Regions from separate parts of the Mus musculus genome. Here all the other regions are linked to region 2. A link is a contact called in public promoter capture Hi-C data. All regions are on one chromosome and are shown on one strand. The core of a region is the stretch at or near the end of the contact, and the rest is flanking DNA. Distances in the headings are between cores, read along the strand shown.

The links. Promoter capture Hi-C pulls out the DNA fragments that hold promoters and counts their contacts. Capture Hi-C pulls out chosen DNA fragments and counts their contacts.
Region 1: a contact with region 2 is called in a promoter capture Hi-C map of pancreatic islet. The contact joins the promoter of Nfe2 here to the promoter of Itga5 in region 2. A contact is called at or near these places in 1 of 39 promoter capture datasets (3T3-L1-derived adipocytes), 3 of 115 datasets of contacts at active chromatin or transcription factors (embryonic stem cells and hepatocytes) and 3 of 9 other capture datasets (adipose tissue, liver and pancreatic islet).
Region 3: a contact with region 2 is called in a promoter capture Hi-C map of macrophages, with 6 read pairs. The contact joins the enhancer-like site here to the promoter of Itga5 in region 2. A contact is called at or near these places in 4 of 39 promoter capture datasets (the HPC-7 cell line, HPC-7-derived erythroid cells, hippocampal neurons and 2 more), 1 of 15 datasets of contacts at CTCF or cohesin (the NIH/3T3 cell line), 7 of 484 Hi-C or Micro-C datasets (the 63-12 cell line, the HPC-5 cell line, bone marrow-derived macrophages and 3 more), 6 of 115 datasets of contacts at active chromatin or transcription factors (bone marrow-derived dendritic cells, bone marrow-derived macrophages, embryonic stem cells and 3 more) and 5 of 9 other capture datasets (adipose tissue, bone marrow-derived macrophages, liver and 2 more).

What each region holds. Positions count from the first base shown.
Region 1 is chr15:103,253,890-103,256,968 of GRCm38.p6, forward strand. Nfe2 (nuclear factor, erythroid derived 2) reads right to left here and starts at 1,550. Exons shown (of 3, transcript NM_008685.3): 1 at 1,261-1,550.
Region 2 is chr15:103,365,240-103,368,204 of GRCm38.p6, forward strand. Itga5 (integrin alpha 5 (fibronectin receptor alpha)) reads right to left here and starts at 1,552. Exons shown (of 30, transcript NM_010577.4): 1 at 1,061-1,552. The coding sequence starts at 1,287.
Region 3 is chr15:103,475,967-103,478,911 of GRCm38.p6, forward strand. It overlaps Nckap1l (NCK associated protein 1 like), which reads left to right. Exons shown (of 31, transcript NM_153505.4): 18 at 12-131; 19 at 2,312-2,457; 20 at 2,758-2,889. Among named protein-coding and RNA genes, the nearest start is that of Nckap1l, 24 kb to the left of the region's middle. Within about 2 kb of position 1,420, at least 14 of the 459 cell types and tissues checked have an H3K27ac peak or open chromatin away from gene starts, as enhancers often do. A contact at or near this core is called in the NIH/3T3 cell line, bone marrow-derived dendritic cells, bone marrow-derived macrophages and 1 more, where this site is marked.

The DNA.
Region 1 (3,079 bases), core at 300-2,799, 110 kb before region 2:
CTTCCTTTTCACTCTGGTGGTCCTACCTGCCTACTCTCCTTCCCTCCTTCCAGACCAACCCAGAGCCTTGAATATGCCATGCCAACACTCTACCACCAAGCTACATCCTTAGAATCTTCCAAAGATCTTCTCATGATTCCAAAGACTTCACAGGTTACAAAACTTTCTAGGGATACAGGATCATTTGGAGAGGTAGAAGAAGACATTTTGGCTTCCACTGCTAGCCTAAGACTTTGAACTTCTTTGACAGGGAGCTTGCTTCAGGGTACTGTATTGAGGCTTATTAGGTTACCCCACCTCTCTTGGTGTCAACACAGACAAAGGAAGGATTAGAGAGATATGAGTAAAACTTGGTGTGTAAATTAGCAGGTAAGCAACCTTGTTACAAAGATTACGGAGAATTTCTCAAAAGGGAGAGGCACGCAGAGGCAAAATAGAGAAGAAGTCAATAGAACGAAGAGGGAAGATTTGAACCACGAAGGCTTAGTCCCCTGGGAATATATATATATATATATCAACATGATGCTTGGAAACAAGGAAAAGGGAATGAATTTCTGCTCTCCAGTGACTCTATCCCTAGAACTCTGGCTCATTGGAAGCAATAAGTAGAGGCTGCAGTCCGCAGATCTGGTGGCTCTCTTTTCTCCCATAGCATCTCAACCTCCTGCTACTAGCAGCCAAGAGTTTCCATAGAAGCATCTACACTGAGATTGAATGCCCTCCTCTTTTCAGGTCCAGCTTAGGACTGTACAGGAGGAGAGGCAACGGGGAACCACTCAGCCAACCCCCCCACCTTGCTGTAACAAGGTTTTTCAGAAGTTCAGACATCCCATATTTATGGTCCCTTCGCTTCCCCCAAATCTCAGATGGTCGGGGCTACAGAATACCATGGGGAAGGGTACAAGGTGGCACCATATTACTGGAGCCTACTAGCTCCCCCAGTCAGCAGGCCAGTTGAAGGGTTCCTCCTGTTCACTCCCCTGCTCCTCCAGGGTGCTATTTAGTAAAGCATTGTGTAGCCCCCCCACCTACAACCTCCCACCCCAGCCACCCCAAGGGTCCTAGAACAGCCAGGAAGTCATCTAAAAGTATCTCCAAGTAGTATTATTACTCCTAATGTATCAGTTTCCTACACCAGGTATAGTCTAGGAAGATGTCTTAGAAACATCCAGACAGAAACTTAGGTATTCCTCCCTGTACCTCCTCCACCTGCCCAGCCTGACCTCCCCAGAGCCCACTGAGGCGTCCCTTCAGACTCGCCTTTCAGGCACCTGTGGCGGATTCCAAGCCCGGCGAGGAGAGAGATGAGGCTGCGGGTAGTGTCCCTGAGAGGCTGGGTCAGAGCTGACACCTCCTGGGCGCTGAGCGCTGCCTCTGAGTACTACTGAGGGCCGAGCCCCGCCCCCGGGCCATGGCTGGGCGCGGAGCACCGGTTGGCCCCGGTAGAAGCGGGCGCACCGGCGGTCTCTCCGAAGCCCTCGGTCGGAGTTACCAGTGCTTCCTCCAACCCTTCCCTTTCCCCGTGGCCCTCTTCTCCTCCTGCCCCTTCTGGCCAAGAGAGGAAACTTGAGCCCGGTGTGGTTTCTGCTGCACCCCGCCCCCGCCTCTCTGTGGCAGCGGGGGCACCCGGGGCTCACAGGCTTCAGACCCTCTCCAGCTGGTCCAGGACAGTTCATTCCCTGTTTGTTCGGGCTGACTTCACAGTCGATGGTCCACTCACAAGAGACTCCTAAGCTTAAATAAACATGGCCCGCAGCCTCCTCTTTCTTTCAGGTGGTGTCTCCTAAAGACCGACAGGGAAACTAAGTCATAACAAGGCAAAAGGCAGCAGGCAGTAAGAACCAGGTATCTGAGTCCAATTTGCTTAGGGCAACAACCTTCACTTCTAGAAAGCCTGGGCTCTAAGGGAACTATTTTGGGGATGAGAGGCTGCTAGCTGCTTAGAGGTATCCTTTAATGAGTTACCCCGCCAACCCCTGCCTCAGATGCTCTAGGACAAAGGATTCTTTTTTGTCCTATTTATTTATTTATTTATTTATTTGTTTGTTTATTTATTTATTTATTGCCAGTGTGTGTGGGGTGAGGGTCCTTAGGTGGGAGACTGTCCTGTTGGTTAATAATTAGTCTCCCTAAAAGGGATCTTTTTTTCTTGCAGGCCAGGCTACATATGTACATCAGATTCATCTCCTAGTACACAACAGCTCTGTATCAGACAACTGTGCTCTCCCAGAAGTCTCTCATCTGCTTTCCCTGTGCTGGAATTATAGGAGTGCTCACTGTGTCTGCTTCAGTAACTTTCAGACCAAAGGAACATGTCTTTTTGGTCTATCTAACTTCGGTTCTGATTGATACGGCTTACACCACTTTTTCTCTATTGTTTTTCTCACTGATATTCAAGTTAATTTGGAAACATTTTTAGACCAGAAGCAAAGCTGGGTATTTGACAAAAGACCTAGAACCCCTGTATTCAAGAGCTAGAGGAAAGGTGAGTTCAAGGTCAACATTGGCTACGTGGTGAGTTTGAGGCCAGCCTGATGTGCATGGGACCCTGTCTCTGAAAAACAAACTAATAAGATAGGCAGAAAAGCAGGTGAGTCCTACCCCAAGGTAGAGGTGTCATTCTGCTAACGCTTTGGATAGGATTGTGCTTTCTGTTAGAATAGTGGGACTATATTGGCCTGAAGCATGAACAACAGCTGCTGGGAGCCTTCCAACTGTTCGATCACAAAAGTGTCTTCTTTGACCACTCTAGTTCTCCCCACTATCTTCCACAACCTGGCAACATAGTCAAGCAAGTAATGACTTAGTGTGTTGATACCACAAGGAACCTCCCATCAAGCTAACATCTCTGAGATTTCCCACACTCAGCTAGACCTAAGGCTGAGTACTTCCCATTCCAACCTGATCACACACACCTGTATAGTTTATGCGGGTCAGGAGGCAATCCAATGACTTTACTGCATGCTGGATGTGGGCTTGGGGCCTAGTGTGAGACTGAATCTAGGTCACATACATGCCCTTGCATACTTATTAGGGTCCTCATAGGAGATAAGAGATAGTAACAGTCACACATGCAGTT
Region 2 (2,965 bases), core at 302-2,801:
GACCGTCACTTTTCTCTTACTTCCAGACCTCCTCTCCTTATTTAAACAAACACGTTTGTTTCAATGTGGCCTCTAATTTTCCCAAGCCTCTGGGCACCAGTCTAGGTCTGCTTACTACCCGGAAATAAGGATTCTCCATAGAGATTTTCAGGAACCTTCGTTCTGATGCTCTTGGGCCCAGAGAGCCTATATCTTTCTCAGCTTCCGACCCTAGTCCCAGAAGTCTGAGTTCTACTACAGCCGACAAGCTACAGGAAATCAGCTTTTCTCTTCCTCCCAAGAGCTAGAGCAAGAGGGAAACCGCCCACCCCCCTTCAGGCGCGCGCACTCACACCCCTCCCGACACATCCGTGCACCGCCCTGGATTGATCCGGCCACTAGCCCTAGTACCCCCAGTGCCAGGGTTCTGGGATTCTCCCCAAGTTCTTGGATCTCTTCGCCTGAAGAGACTGGGGGTGGGAGGCAATTCAGGAGAATGAGGAGAAAGGGGAGGGAGCCTTCGTCTTCCTCCCGGGTCTTTCCCGAGTCTGAGTTGATGGGGGAGGGGAGGATGAGACTGGCCCCCACATAACCTTCCGACCCTCTCAGTCTGTCTTTCCTCTTACGGCACACGCTTACCCAGCTCCAACCCTCTCAATAGCCCCACCGAGGATCTCGAGGTTCTTCCACTGCCTCCTAAGGCCCTGCCCGGCCTCCGCACCCCCCTCGACTCCCACCCGCCACAGGTCTCCCGCAGCCCACAGATCGCCAGAGACCCTAAGCTTTCTGCGCCCTCTCCTCCCGGTTGGCCCTTAGACCCTGCCTGTACTTCTCCAGCTTCTAGATTCGGGTCCTCTCCTCATGCCACACAAGTTTCGACACCGATCTCACACTCCACGTCGGCCACGGTCCCTCCCTGCTGCAGCGCGGGCCCCCAATTCTAGCTTGGGCCCCCAACTCAAGTCTTGGTCTTTCCAAACTCCGCCCTCCAACTCAAGTCCTGGTCGCTTCCAGTCCTCGGCGCGCCCCCAGTTTCCAGGTGGCCCCCTGCCCGCTTCCCGCCGCCAACCTCGCCACTCACCCGTCCCTTCCCGGCCGGTAAAACTCCACGGAGAAGCCAAAAAGGGAGCCGGGGGGCCCGGAGAGCACCGCCGGGGCCTCCGCGTCTAGGTTGAAGCCCCCAACCTGGAGTGGTGGCGGCCACAGTAGCAGCAGCAGAGGCAGCAGCGGCGGTAGGCGTCGGGGCCCCCAGCGCAGCAGCACCGCGTGGAGAGGAGATCGAGGCGACCGTGGCGTCCAGCTCCCCATAGTGCCCGCTCTTCCCTGTCCTGGGGCCACCGACCCGGAGCCGCTTCCTAAACCTCCCAGAGGCGAATGACTCAACGCGGGGAGGAGTTTGCCAAACTCCCGGCTGGGCCCTCCCCCCGGCCGCCGGGCCGGCTGGCGGGGGGGCATTCCTGGGTCCCGGGGACGCCGAGGCCGCGCCCCGCACCCGAAGGGGCGTGGGGGGCCGCACCTCTGAACCCTGGCTCCGGCCCCAGCTGGAGGCCGGTGGTCTGGCCTGGCTCAGACTGGGCGGGCTTGGGTTCTTCGCCCTCCTCTCCGCTTCCCCCTCCTCCCTCCCCCTCCTTTCCAGATGTACAACGTAAACGCTCGGAAAAGTAGTCGGAAAAGGGAGCAGAAAATTTCCTAATGAGGAAAGGAATCACCTCTGGGGGGCGGAGGGAGCCTGAATATTGTGTGTGTGTGTCTCCCTCATTTCTTCAGGAAAAAAACTTTGGGGTCGAGAGACAGGGGACTCCTCTGGCGTCCGGCCAACAGGGATTCCCCTTGCCTTCCGGGGCCACTGGGTGCCTGGGTTCTGGCCAGCTAGATTGGGACTCTGCAGCCCAGTCACTGAACGCTCCCCAGACAGCCTCCTGGGGTAGCTTCGTTGGCCTCGGGAATTCCGCGGCTGCCCCTCCCCAAGCTGATAGAGTGGAAAGCATAGGACTTTTGGGGTCTCTGACACAGGAGCATTGGGCTTTATTTGCTAACGTTGGGTTTGGAAGTCTCTGTTCTGGCCCTTTCTTGGATTTGATACCTGACCAAGTGGCCAACCTCTCAATTCAGTTCCTTCATCAGATTGCCTGATTTCCTGGATAAGCCCCAGAAAGATAAGTGATGGGTAGCAGTTGTGATGGTGGTGGTGGGGAGTCTTCAAAGGGAACCAACTTTCAGCTTCTGTTGGCCATCTGAAACCCAAGACACTTGCATTATTTGTGTAAGTAGAGGAAGGGGTGGTAGTAAGTGAAGGTACCTTGTTAGCCCCTAGCTCAGGCTGTGTGTGATGAGATCACCTTTCAGGATTCTGGTCTTTATCTTAGTCTGGGGGGAGGGGAGAGAGGCCTACAGTCTCCCCTAATCCCCTTTGCTTTCTACTCCCTTCTCAGCCTTTTTCCTCCAGGACTTCTCCCCTTTCAGAATAAGGCCCACAGAGTAAAATCCTGCCCTCTTCTTGCCCTTCTCTTTTGACCCGTTGTGGCCTGAGGGGATGCTGAATAAAAATCCCAGAGTCATTTTTTTTTTTTTCCTGCTGCATGCTTCCTCTCATCTGTTACTCTTACTCTGCTTTCTGTCCTCAGTCACCCAGCTAGATCTTCAAAAGCAGATCTCCAGGGCCAATTGCAGCCCCAGAGAGAGGCCAGCTGAACAGACTACAGCCTAACCCTGGCTCCATTCCACTTTCACATCTGCAGGTCCTGACCCTTCGTCAGGTGGGAAACATAAGGAATCTGTGGGTCAGGATCTGAGGCAAGCAGTACCCAAAGTCAACCTCTGGTGTGATTGGCCAGGGGGGGAACCCAGGTGAAGAGGAGAATGGACTTTTATTTACTGTTTATAGACATTCATGTGAGGCTTGGGTCCCACATGTGTGAATCCAGCCCTCTCCTTTCTCAGCCCAGACTTTTAGATTTTTTTCCCAGGATTTAGGAGCTGGGGAGGA
Region 3 (2,945 bases), core at 170-2,669, 110 kb after region 2:
CCTCTCCATAGTACCCTCACCTGAAGAACCATGGTCTTCACCACTGCAACTCCTTCCTGGAAGATCTGGCCAAGCAGACCAGCAACTGTGTGCTTGAGATATGTGCGGAACAGCGGAACCTGAATGAACAGGTATCCCCTCATCCTGGTTCAGTCTCCTTTCTTACCTTCAGTGCCTTTTCCTCGGGCCACTCTTGTTTCTCTCTCACAGGTCAGATAGATTCTCCATTTCTTGAGTAGGGCTAGGGCTTTTGTGAACTTGGTTTAGGCTAGAATTCCTCTATCAGTATAGTCACTTCAAATAATCTCTTGGGATTAGAATCACAACACATAACCTTTTGACATTGTGACCTGAGGTAGTCTTCTACAAAGTTCATACTGGAGAACTCCACAACTGAGTTACAAAATGGGGCGCGCACACATACACACACACACCCACACACCACACCACACACATGTCTTAATGTTTGTGATTTTGTTTTATCCTTGGTTGCACATGATCTGTTGTGGTAGGTTGGATACACTCAGTGGATAGAAATACCTGAAAACACTTTTACTTGAGCAGATAAACTCCATTAAAATCTGTGCTCCATTTGGAGAGTTTTGGGAGATGAACTTTGTCTTCTTTGCATGGTGCTCACATACTTTCAACAATGGTCCCAGGTCTCTATCTTGTCTAGTTTTTCTGTTTATCAGCATCCCAGTCTACAACTAACTGAACTTTTCAAGCACTCTAGTGCTAGTTACTTTCTTGTCTTCTGGGTTGTTGGATTTTTATTTTTTTTATTTTATTTTTGTCTTTCTCCCTTTACTGACTCATAGCACCTGGTCATGATTAGATCAGCCTACATTTCAGAAAATCAGGAATAAGAAGTTAGTTTTGTTTTTGTCTATGGAGCCTTGAATTTCCCAGACTACCCACCCTTCCTGGATTTGAGTCAGAATAGTAGCAACTTTTGTAGGAGAGGAAGTAAGCTATGAGTGTGTGTGTCTGTACATGTGTAATATGTCTAACTTTGTGAGTACAGATAAACAGTTATTGTATCATGCAGCTTTTTCATTTTCTTATGTGTCAAGTAAGGATGAATAACATTTTTCACAGAGTTGCAATGAGGATTAAATGAAATAGAGTACACTAAATATTTTGTATATACAGTAGCCAATAAATGTTAGCACTTGTATTGTGTGAAGCTTGATGGACACTAATCTCTTAGGCTAATAGTTTGGAGTGAAGATCAAGAAGGAAGGTACATGATCTCTGTCTTTGGGAATGTCCCAGTGTAGGTAAGGGAAATACAAATACGTGATTAAAAGAATGTAAGTAATTGATGCACAGAAGATACACAAGTGAGGATACTTACAGTTGTATTCATCATACTCTACAAATATCTACTACATGTATAGTAGGCAGGCTTACTCAGTGCTGTGTCAGGAATGACTAAGCCTTGGTGAATAATTATTTGTGCACAGAACTGTTGTAAGCAAGTGAGTATTGGCCCTTCAGAGTTAACATTTTGAGTAAATAATTATTGATGCTATTACTATTAAGGTTATATATTTGGATACTGGTTTTTTAACCAACCACAAATACTTTTGTATTAAAGTATCTTTGTCTACCATGGTGGATTTTATTTTATTTTTTGAATTTTTTGAATCTACTGAGTTTGTATTTAAGAATAGGAAGTGTGATTACAAAATGAATTTTCCTGCGTGGCTCATCCAAAGTGATTCCCTAAGGCAATTTGAGTATCAAGTGATAGTTTGTATTTTCTGTAGGGCTACACAGAGAAAGGAGAAATGGAGGATTGATGTTTGAGCTAGCTAGCAAAAAATATACATATACACATATTTAAGAAAAAGAAGAAACAAGGAAAGGATACTGAACATGTAAACTTTGAGAACTGGGAGAGCCATGATAGATAGACTGGGCAGTAGACAGAACAATAAGGGGTATAGCTGGTGAGATGATAGGTTTATCTAGCAAAAAGTATTGTTTCCCCACTTTGGGACCCTACAAAATAAGGTAAGTGGAGTTTTGGCTCTGACTGTTTTCCCTTAAATTTTTCTGTTAGGAAAGACCTCAGATGTGGGTAGGGGAGCAGTGCTTTCATCCTTGAGAGACACTGGCATCTCAGGGTTTGAGGATGTACACAGGGAAATATTTATGAACACACAGGAAGAGGCGAACACATTCTAAAAAACTCCCCACTAGAGAAAGAGAAGCTAGGTGGGTGGGGAAAGGAGCAGATGACGATGATTCTCAGCTGTTAGCAATGACTTTTGCTTATTTCCCCACCATGTCTGTTTCAAAGCTTCTACCTAAGCACTGTGCCACCACCATCAGCAAAGCCAAGAATAAGAAGTCCATGAAGCAGAGGCAGGCTCCCAGGAAAGGAGAGCCTGAGAGGGACAAGCCAGGAGCAGAGAGTCATCGGAAGAACCGCAGCCTTGTCACTAAGTGAGGGTCTGGCTCCTGAGGGCCAAATGGCGCTGTATTAACGGAGGGAGAAAAGGGAAAGAAGGAATGTGATTGGGTGTGTGTGGGGTGGAAGTAGGGGAGGTGGTGTGAGTTGATAGATAAAAAAAAGCACCCAGGTGAGTTTCCTACTTTGCTTTTGAAGAACATTAGTGTGTACCATTCTAGGCTGAGTGTTTCTCAAGAGTGGCAGAGCTCCAAACACAGCCTGGTATTTCCTTCCCAGAAGCCAATGGACAGCACCAGACCAGCACCATAATCAAATTCTCTTTTTCCTTTCAGCATGGACAAACTACATCTAAACTTGACTGAATTGGCACTGGCAATGAATCATGTGCACAGTTTCTCTGTGTTTGAACACACCATCTTCCCATCTGAGTATCTCAGCAGTCACCTGGAGGCCAGGCTTAACAGGTAGCATTCTCTGGCCCATGTTTGTATTCTGTGGCAGTCTTCAGTATGGCTCTGTT